Linked DNA regions of Danio rerio: region 2 is linked to region 1. A link is a contact called in public Hi-C data. All regions are on one chromosome and are shown on one strand. Each heading gives the region's core, a stretch centred on a gene start, on an enhancer-like site or on the middle of the called end of the contact. The rest is flanking DNA. Distances are from core to core; before and after follow the strand shown. Region 1 has its middle 16 kb from the start of insig1. Region 2 overlaps scrib (scribble planar cell polarity protein).

The links. A called contact is a pair of places that touch in the nucleus more often than the background predicts.
Region 2: a contact with region 1 is called in a Hi-C map of an unstated tissue, with 5 times the contacts expected there. The contact joins two enhancer-like sites. A contact is called at or near these places in 2 of 18 Hi-C or Micro-C datasets (embryo and an unstated tissue).

The regions. Positions count from the first base shown.
Region 1 is chr7:41,376,156-41,381,574 of GRCz12tu, reverse strand. No RefSeq gene overlaps it. Among named protein-coding and RNA genes, the nearest start is that of insig1, 16 kb to the right of the region's middle. Within about 2 kb of position 2,519, at least 7 of the 62 cell types and tissues checked have an H3K27ac peak or open chromatin away from gene starts, as enhancers often do.
Region 2 is chr7:41,567,735-41,573,538 of GRCz12tu, reverse strand. It overlaps scrib (scribble planar cell polarity protein), which reads right to left. Exons shown (of 40, transcript NM_001007175.2): 4 at 4,641-4,730; 5 at 3,524-3,580; 6 at 3,336-3,399; 7 at 2,916-2,990; 8 at 2,528-2,672; 9 at 1,557-1,675; 10 at 726-925; 11 at 462-628. Among named protein-coding and RNA genes, the nearest start is that of scrib, 62 kb to the right of the region's middle. Within about 2 kb of position 2,933, at least 9 of the 62 cell types and tissues checked have an H3K27ac peak or open chromatin away from gene starts, as enhancers often do.

The DNA.
Region 1 (5,419 bases), core at 1,270-3,769:
TCATGAACTAATAATGAACAATACTTGCAGATCATTTATTGATCACAGTTCAACATTTAGTAAAATCCAAATGTAACAATAGTTATGCACCATAAGTTGACACGAGCTAACATGAACAACTTTGTTTCTATTCACTAATGTTAACAAATATGATTAAATACCGTAATAAGTCTATTGTTCCTTGTTTGTTCATGTTTGTACATGCAACCTTATTGAAGAGAGTTACCAGTATTTGTTTGTTCTCTCTTAATCTTGCTTAAATAAACCAGCTTTAAAATAATACATTAACATTAAGCAGTCAATGCTGTATTTTCACATGTGAGTGTCCAGGAGTCATGAAGTCACATGTGGCTCATTAGTGAGATTTGGCTTTGCTCATCTTTCGAAGAGTTCAATTACTCAGGCAAAGGCTAATAGTTTACCAATTACTGTTTTATAATCACACAAGTCGTTAATGTTTTATATCCATGAGCAACAAGCAAAGTCAGTAATTGTGAGAATTAAACTGTCAAGTGACACTAGACTTAAAATAAGAAACACGCTGAGATTCACTCAGCATAATTGCTGCAATGTGTATATATTTTACATGCGATGTTAGGAACAAAATGTTGCATAAAAAAGGCAAATTGCATATTAAGCATGTTAAATAAACAATAATTATTAAAGGATCAAACTATTTAGCAATAAAAATGTATGTATGTAATTTGCTGTATGTAGACACTACTAGAAGTGGAGATTTCTGACTTGAGATAGTGTCTTTAAAGATATGTATTGGATTAGAAATCTTAATCTACAGAAGCATTGGGTAAAATGCAGTATAATAAAAGAACAAAAACGTATTTTCATGCTATGTTTTCTTTTCACTAGTCAGAAACCTTAGAAATCTTCAAATCTAAAAACATACTGATGCAAGAAAAAAAAAATATTTCTCGTATTTTCAAAATATAATGTCTTCATGTCTATAATAGATAATGTCCTGTAATGTGTCTTAAAGGGATAGTTCACCTCAAAACAAAAATTTACTATACTAATCTTCAAGTGGCTCCATACCCCATACAGTGACTTACATAAGTTTCTCTCCTGTGTTAAAAGAAAATATTTTGAAGAAAGCTGAAAACCTGTAACTATTGACTTCCATAATATTATAGTTTTTCCTATTATGTATGTCAATGGTCACAGGTTCCCAGCTTTTGTCAGAATATCCTCTTTTGTGTTTAACAGAAAAAAAAAAAAAAGATAAAGGCGGAGGTGGAGTAAATAGTGAGTACATTTTCATTTTTGGGTGAACTATGCCTTTAATGGGGTATTTAAAATCCTTTATTTCCAGTTCTGGCCAGATGAGGGAGTGCAGAGCTTTAAATAACCCTTCACTCAATCCAGTAGAGTGCAAGTACTGTATCTGTGTTGAACTAATGAGAACTATGGTATAGTACAAGGTCGACATGGTGGCTCAATTGTTAGCACAGTCACGTCACAGGAAGAAGATCTATGGTTTGAGTCCTGGCTGGACCAGTTGGCATTTGTGGAGTTTGCATTTTCTCCCAATATTGGCGTGGGTTTCCTCCAGGTGTTCCGGTTTCTCCCACAGTCTAAAGACATGTGCTATATATGTGAATTGGGTTAGCTATATAAAACATATGCTGGATAAGTTGGCGGTTCATTCCGCTGTGGCGCCCCTGATGAATAAATGGACTAAACTGAAGGAAAATGAAGGAATGAATGAATGAATGAATGAATGAATGAATGAATGAATGAATGAATGGTATAGTACAGTCACACATAATAAAATAGCTAAATAGTTACCTCTTTAAGAGATTAAATAGTGTAGACAAAATGGGAAAATCTCTTCAAGAACAGAAAAAAACTAAACAAAAAGACTTTACAAGAAATAACAATTTGGTTAATTTATTTATTTTATTTTTGCACTGAAAATCTTTACATTTAGTTTTTATATTCTATCTAAAATAACATCAGGATAAAGGTGTTGTGCTTGAGTTATTTGTACTCATTCACTGGAAGAAGGACATATTTGCGGTTTGCTTTTATTTTGTCTTTTGTTGCTGTTATTGTTTTTATCAGATTACAGAAATATCACTCCACTGGAGTAATTTAGAACAAATATTAAATATTAACTAAAGTTTGTGACAGGTGGTACAATTCTCATCCTCCCAGAACACACGCTTGTATAAAAACACTGATATACTGCCTAATGTACAGGTCATAAACTGATAAGACTGTTTATGAATGGTTGACATGGAATGTTATGTTACTGATTTTTCTTTACATTACATTCTTATTTGGATTAAATTGCTTTAAAATTTTTGTACCAATGCCTCACTTATCATCTATCGATCTGTCTTGGTCAAGTAGCAAAGCTCTAAGTATTTGATATTATAAGTACTTAATGTACTTTACTATAATTGCACATTACTTTTTATGAATGAGCAATCATCAAAACATTGCCCATGTCTGCGACACACCCCCATTTAATGCTGTGACATGATTGGCTGGCTGAACCACAAGGCACTCTGGCGGTCAGTGGATTGGCTAAAAGCTCTGAGCCCATACTTTACGCTGTTTTTTAAAACCTTTGAACTTTAGCAGGAATGTCTAATCACACACAGCCCATACTAATAATAATACATTTATTGCACATTTGCTGTATTTCCAAACACTCTACTGTTGCTAGAATATTTTGTTGCCAATTAACTTGCAAATGATAACCGTTGAGGCTTCTCGAACAGCAACAATGTTTATTCAAGTAACAATCTGTACTCATTAGCATTCAGATATTGAAGTACTGCTTTTGTTTGTGTGCCTTTCTCAGCAGACTGTTTTTGCTTTTCTTGATCAGAAGGGATAGAAAATTGTTGATTGTAGAGGACCCAAAAAACAAACAGACGAAATACCAGTAGCAACTATATATTTTTAATGCACAATTTGCATTTCTAAAAGCCTTGATAAATCCTAGCAATGAAAACAACCGAAGGCTTAAAAATGGTGAGATCTAAATGTAAACAGTAAATGAAGACAAGATACTCTGTATTTAACAGGAGGGGGGAAGAGTGATGAAAATAATTATATAAGAAAAATGCAACACATCAACAAGCATTCACGCAGGCAACGTATTGCCAAAAATTCTGTGAAAGAGGATAAAATTGGCCCTTGAGCTTAATCCTGTGTCTCAAAGGATGGATTAGAACGTTTCAACCACATAACTTCATGTTGTGTCAGGGGAGGGCATGAGGATGTCTCGCCTGATGAGTCAATTTAAAGCAGCCACTTTAACATTTTCATTATTTTGAATATGCTACTATTCCACCCAGACTTGCTGCTTAATCTCTGCCACGCTTCATCTGGGATTCATTTGATCTGTCATAACATCCTGCTGCTGAGGCATCTGGAGAGACTGGAAGACAGAAATGGGGAAGGCAGAAAGAAAAAATAAAAGTTTTTTTTCTTTCACTTTTTTTACGAGATATAATAAGACTACTGTGAGTCATTTACACACAAATGTGCTTAAATATGCATATACAAATGTGTATATACAGTGCTTTATTACTGTATGCAATTTTTCTGTCATATAATATGCACTTATGTTATTCATATAGGCTCTTTAGGGCTCATAAATGCTCATATGCGAATAAAAAAAAATTTGTCATTTACTCAGCCTTCTTCAGAAGTGAACAAGTCAGGTTCTGCGAGCAAAAACTCTAGGGTTAGTCAACTGTATTCGCTTTTGTTAAATTTATATGTTTGCTTTAATTCAGCTTATTTTTTTTAATCAATTGATGATAATAGTATCATCTGTGTCAAAAACTACATCATCATGATGCTATGCAGATAATTCTGCCAGGAGTAGCTAACAGCAAGCCAATTTAAATTTAGCTTCCCCCACTCCCATCAAGCCCTATATTATATCAGCCTGACTTTACAAGTGACTGTAACTATTTTACATTTTGTCAGTTTAGTGGCTAATTCAGCCGTACGAAAATTAAAACAATTTTAAAAAGGAGGCATGGCACACAACCTCACCCCTAAACTTAATCGTTATTTGGGGATGAGCAAATCGTACTAAATTTTACAAATGAGACTGTCTGAAGAATATGAATTAGCCAATAAATCAAAAAGTTACAAACTGCCATGAGATCATGTTAATTATAAATAAATCTGTCTTCCTATATTCACTCGTTGTTTAAATGGTTGTGTATATGACAGAAAATTTTCAGAAAATACTTTTTTAAAGGTGCTGCTGACTCGAAATTTCAACAAAAAGTCAGTAGCAACCAAAGTAATCGGTACATACAAACAAAACAAATCTAATCAGTTTTGAAATTAAGTTGTGTAATATATGTAACACATATATGTGTAATATAATATATGTGTAATAGAATTAAATGACACACGGAAAAAGTATTGGAAAAAGTATTGAACACATGAAGAACAGAATGTGGCATGGAGAGCCCAGACAGCAACTGTGATCTTTCTCAGTAGTTATTCTGGAAACCTGTTCCCTGTCAATGTAAATTGATATCCGCTGCTTCATTCCAACATCTACATTAGCAGGATGATCAAGATGAAACCAGAGTGGACATTTCAGCAAGGCAATGATCCAAAAGATAGGCAAGGAAACTCTCAAATGGTTACAGCAAAGAAAATAAATCTGCTAAATGTTCAAGTATTGTTAAGTTGATGTTTACTACAAACCTTATTTTCCTCATTAACTGAGAGTTTACTAAACCCAATGAATAGAAAAATCTTAAGGAAACCCACAGCAAATTATTCTTCACAGTTTTGATTTCATGCAAGCATCACTTTTTAAACGATAAATGATTCATTTTTGATCAACCTCACTTTGATTTTATAGCCTTTCTGCCGTTTCTGCCATTTTAAGGCCCCTCTTTCTTCCAGATTGTCTCTTTATGTCGAATCCTTCAGTTCGGAGGTCATTGCAAGTGAAGACAAAGCTTTTGCCTATGTTTTGCTTTGCTGTTGTTATCTATAGGTAGTTAAACAGATTCAAAAAGACCTCCAAATGAAACCACAATTCAGTCCACATCTCTAGATTTTTCTGGAATAGTTGATTTTTAATCTTTATTTTTTTAAAATCTATAAACAGACCTTTTTACATTTCTGGGTATCTCGACAGTGGAAGTTGTCATATTTGGGTAAACTTAGAAAGCATTAAATGTGAAAGTTTTAAAAAAAAAATGTATTTGCCCAAATAAAAAGAGAAACTCCCCAATAGTATTTTCAAGACTTTCAATAGAAGAAAAATTGTTTGAGACTGTTTACTGTCCAGTCCAAATGCTGCATTAGAAACACTTTGCACAGCATCAACTTTTTTTTCTTTCTTTTTTATTATTATTATTTGATGCAAGGATAGTATAATACAAAGAATAGCTTCAAAATGTTAGTT
Region 2 (5,804 bases), core at 1,684-4,183, 190 kb before region 1:
TTTGATAATTCAAAACATTCAAGTACAGGCACAGCGGACGATAGGAGCATTTAGCAAATACAGAAATATAAATAATAATTCAGCTTACTTTTTGAGTGCTGTCGACTGAGTTTTTAAAAATGCCCCTGATTGGCATTTCTCAAAAGAAATGACTGTGATTGGCTTTAGCTATCAGCGCTGTTTACCGAGCAGTGACGCATATACTGAAAAACAATGGGGTCATTCTGTAAGACAAGGTGGAGAAACCTTGCTCTGCAGACACAATTGTGCCTAGATCTACAAGTATTGCTTGCTGTAACTGCCGAGAGACAAAATCTTATTTTACAGATACACCAGATAAAAGGGTCCACAGTGTGTATGTATATGTATGAGTGTATGAGAGAGAGAGAGACAGACAGAGAATCGAAAAAAACAACAATAAACTGACACTACTGATTCAAAAGGACGTCAGAGTGTCTTACCGAGGCTAGATGAGGGTTGTTGGGGCAGCAGGTAGCAGGTGAGAACTTTCTCTCCAGTCTGTTCATCATCCTCTGTCTGGAACTTGAGCATGGGTTGAGACTGGTTCTCTGCCAGCCACATAGCTTTCAGGTTCAGGTTGGCCAATGCGAAAGGCAAGTTCTGCAACCTGGGAGACAGAGAGACATGAATACTTTTGCAACTCTAAGCATGTTATATCTAGCACTTGTGACATGAAGACTTTTTCTACAGAACGCATTTCTAACCTGTTGCCTGCCACATCAAGCACATGTAATTCAGTGGCATTGGCGAGCTCTGGAGGTAGTTTTCCCAAACGGTTATCTCTGAGAGAGAGCACATTCAGGCTAACACATCCGCCCAGCTCTGCAGGCACGCTGCTCAAACGGTTTCGGTCCACATTCAAGTTGGTCAACTTCTTCAGCTTCCCAAGTGAGCGCGGAAGAGACTGAAAATAAAAACAGGACAAGAAAGTTTCTGCAACAGCCTGTTTTTTTTAAAAACTCCCTCAATCTGCATTACTCTAGAACATTTTGCACATTTTCTATTGGAATTTAGGACTCCCTCAGCATTAACTACACTCATTTGTTAGTGATTTCAGATAAAAGTATCCAACAAACACAGGAATGCACACTCATTAGGAGTGAAAAACAGTGTGTTTGCTGATTTTAGCAAGTTTTTGTTTAGTTATTAAAACAATATCTTACAATGCACATTTTAAACGTAGCTTTAAAATACTAATGTTATAATTATGCATTTTTTTACATTTGCATTTTAAATAAAACAAAAGTTTTAAAAAGTAATGACATTACTATTGAAAAAACCCATAATTTTTAAATATAAATAAAGGTTCCACAGTGAAATTTTTATGGAGATTTAAAATTTAAACTCCGAAATCTGACCAGACTAATGTATTTAACTTGTCCTGGACCAACATCAACCAATTTGCACAAATTCACTGTTTTATGCTAAAAATATTCCAATCATCAATAATATAAAAAAAAGATTAATCACCAAATTCACAATTTTAGTAGTCAATTCAGCAAAGTGAAGTAGAAAGAATGTAGAGAGTTGTGTACCTGCAGTAGGTTCTCGGTCAACATGAGCTCTGTCAGGTTCTCACACTCCCCAATAGAGTCAGTCAGATGCACAAGGCGGTTCTGGTTCACTTTCAAAATGGACAACTTCTTAAGTGAGCCTGAAAAAGAAATATTCGGTATATAAAGATCTATGGGTGCTCAGTGCGCAATTATATATGCAATAACATCAGAAAATAAATTATACGGTTATAAATAATGACATCAGTTAAAAAAAAACTTTAAGCCAATAGCAAGACAAAAATCTGAGAACACTAGAGGGCAGTGTTGTTATGCTCAATGTACTGAACATTCCTCAGCAGATCAGTGCAATCAGAAGAGTATTCAAAATATTGCACACATTACCTGATGTGCGAAATAAATAAATAAAAAAACAACAAAATTAAACGATTACACTTTATGGTAATATATAATTCACACTATTAATAAACCATGTACAGACCATTAACTAAGACTTTTAGCTCAAACTTCTATACTACTACATACTAATTGCCTGTTTAATGATAGTTATTACGGTAGTAGATGGGTTTAGGATTAGAGATGTAAAATGAGATCATACTTTATAATATTTTCTAATTAACAGTTAATAACAGACAGGTAATAAGCCAGTAGTAAATGATATTTACACTAAAGTGCTAAAAAAAACTATAATATTTTTTATAATAATAATAATAATAATAATAATAATAATAATAATTTAATATATATTATATATAAATAACATGAATGCAGATCAACTGAATGCAGAAGAGAAAATTATGGCTGGTAAATATAAAGCTGTCACCATAAAGTTGCTGGCTTAATTTAGAAGGCACATAGTTTACAACAAGGTGAAACAGAGTTTAAGCTAAACGGATGAACAATGCCTTTATTGTAATGCGGCCATTGTCTTCAAACAAAGCATGCAAAAGCTCATTTTTATTGACGTTTGGAAGAGAGGTATAGAGTTTCACCGATGCTGTCCGGCAAGATCTCCAGGAGGTTTTCTGAGAGCAGCAGGTCCGTGAGGGCGATAAGGCCGCTGATCTCTGTGGGAAGCTCTGATAGACGGTTTTCTGACACGTCCAAGCAAACCAGCTGCCGCAGGTTCCCCAGCTCCTGTTAAAGGCAGAGGTCATCTTTCAGTCAGCCGAAAGCAAATTAAAGCACTCTAGTTTCCACTCCAATTATCAGCAGAACAGGCACATGCCAAACGCATTCAACTGCACTGAAGGTAAAGCGTGTTTGAAAAGTCAACATCTGCATGAACTGCAAGCTTTAAATCTGAACTAGATGTGCAAAGCAACCAGACAGATGACGACTCTAATGACAATCAGCCAATCACGAGCTGTCTGTACTCACAGGAGGTAGTGAGGAGAGCTGGTTTCTGTCCAACCACAGCTCACGAAGATTGGGCAGCGCCCCAAGTGTGTCAGGCTGAACGGAAGAACAACAAAGAAAGCAGATTAAAGACAGGACGAAGAAAAAAAAAAAAAAAAGAAGAAGAAAGAAATGTTATGAAACAGCACACAAAGAATAATGAAAGAAATAAACAACATGACATGATAGATTCACCAGAAGGTGCTCAGGTGTTCAGAAATAACTATGCTTCGAATAAACCAGAAAACATGACATGCATTTATATGCATCGTTTAACACACACACACACACACACACACACACACACACACACACACACACACACACACACACACAAACACACACACACAAACACACACAAATTGATTTTAGGGCTGCAAGAAATATTACAGGACTCCTTACCAAAACTTCCAGTACATTGCTGCCCAGATCCAGCTGTTCCAGTTTTACCAGGAAGGAAAGAGAGCTACAGAATAACACAGACATTTCAGCTTTTGTCATTTGATTTGCATGTATTGGTATGTTTTTATTTTACATAAAGCATGAGCGCTACGAATTGAATAACTGCAGGCTGATGGGAAAGTACTCACGAGGGCAAGGATTTCAGTAGATTCTCCCTCAGCTCTAGAGTCACCAGGTTTGACAAGCTGAGAGACAGAGAACGAGAAACAGAAAGAGATAAGACTGGGTGTCAGATGGTAAGTGTGTCACTTGGTTTGGAGGAGTAAGGGGCTCCTCCATCTGTACGACATCAACAGTGGCCAAAAACTGAGTATGTGTGTATATATGTGTGAGATAGAGAACATTTCGTCTGTGTGTGAATAAGATGCCTGTGATTAAAGAAGTGAAATTTATAAAACAAAGACATATTAAATGTCTTAAAACAACATGCACAGATATGCCTCCTAGATAAACATTTCTGCCATATATTGCATAAAACTAACGCTGTGTTTATTGGTTTGACTATATAAACAATACAAATACTAGATAAATTGATGATTTTTCTGATGTTTACTTTACCTTAGAATGATTTTAAAAGTTGAAATAAAAATAAACATTTATTCGATCAATTTCATATAGTTACGTTATTTGGGATGCCTCATTCAATAAAGTTTAATTTCAACATTGTAGTTAGTTTATTAAAAACAAATGTACGATCATCTATTAAAAATGACAGACAACCACCTACACTAACACTCCTCTGTCAATTTTGGGAATCCATTACACTCAGCATCACAATACGAAAGATCTGCTACTTTTTTTACATTGTGGCAATTTTGTATTTGCAGAGCAAACTACAAATAAAATACTTACTCTAATGAAATATTTTATGTTATATTATTATATTATATTATTTAATATCAATGTCTTTTTTTATAGCACCATCTTAGCTTAAGGCTAAATTCATGGTAAGAATCAGGTTTGGTTATTTTCACAATTACAATGAGATAAAATATTTAAGAAAACTTAAGAACTACGTGTGGATTTACTTTGTTAAAATGAGTCCAGTGGTTAATGGAATAAACATGTTTTTTGGACCGTGGGTGACACGATGAACCTAATTTATTTCTTGTTAAAAAGACTAGAAAGTTCTTTCTAGCACCTAGAATAAATAACTTTTAAAGCAAATTTTAAAAGGAAATGCATGTTTTGTTCCCACATTAAGATTTATTTTATGCAATTTTGAATTTGTTCTTATCAACTCACTTTCCTATGTCATTGGGTAGAGACTGCAGCGACACGTCATTGAGTGATAGGTGAGCCAGTCCTCGGAGCTGCGTGAAGCCATCAGGCAACCTGAGACCGAGAGAGACAAAAGGAAAATGAGATGCACAATGGAAAAGGTTTGGCCTCTGAAGGCTGTTACTGCTAGCAGTGCACGTCTTCCTGCTCTAATGTAAATAAAGAGTAGGAAGTACTCAAGTGATGAATAAAGTTGACATCCTCCAATGGTTGTGTGAACTCTCTGACCCCAAAATAAGGGGAAAATGAGCCTGCTAAATTCTCACCTGTTCTAAATACAACATTACAGCATTTTAACACAACATATGTAAACTCTTTTTAGTACAAATCTTTTCCTTTCCCATCCTGCTTATCAGAGATGAGTCTTTTACAATTTTGATTTTTTGATAAGTGTGACCAGTCAATACCGATTTTAGCCTATTGCAATTTTCTAAGAATTGACGGCATAAACAAATAATAAAAATACACTTATTTTTTCATAATAAAAAATAAATGTAAATGTATTATTAAAATAACAATGTTTTCCCCAAACTTCAACAAACATTAACAAAACGGGTAACTATCCACTGTTTGTAATTTTTTTTAAAATTTTTTTATTGTTAGAAAAGTCCAAAGGTTATATATGCTTTTTATACTATTATACTATAGAAACTTCTATAAATAATAGATAATACCCCACCCACACACACACACACTTTGCAGATCGTCTTGAATCACTTGAATCACGTTGCATGTATAAAACATACAAGATTAAAAAACTTGGGTGGTCAATTGGCAGCAAATCGTGAAAATAGAGCTGCTTTTACAGGCTAAGAATAATTTCCAAGGCACTACATGTTATCATATGGCTGTGAGTATAAGCACGACTGTCACTCTTTAAGGCATTGGTCGGTCTAAGATTCTGATGTTATGATAATAAAATGATTGCTGCTCTAAAAATTGTTTTCTTTTGTTAAATGCCTTATATATTTTTTTTTGTTGCTTTTTTCCACTCATTGAATTGAACTATTTTGCAACTAAAGGTTAAATAAAAAAAAAAAAAAAAAAAAAAAAAAAAATCACTGCTATTTTCTGCTATCGATTTCTTTACAACTTAAAAAGGCGTCTTTGATTAGGTCTATAGCAGGA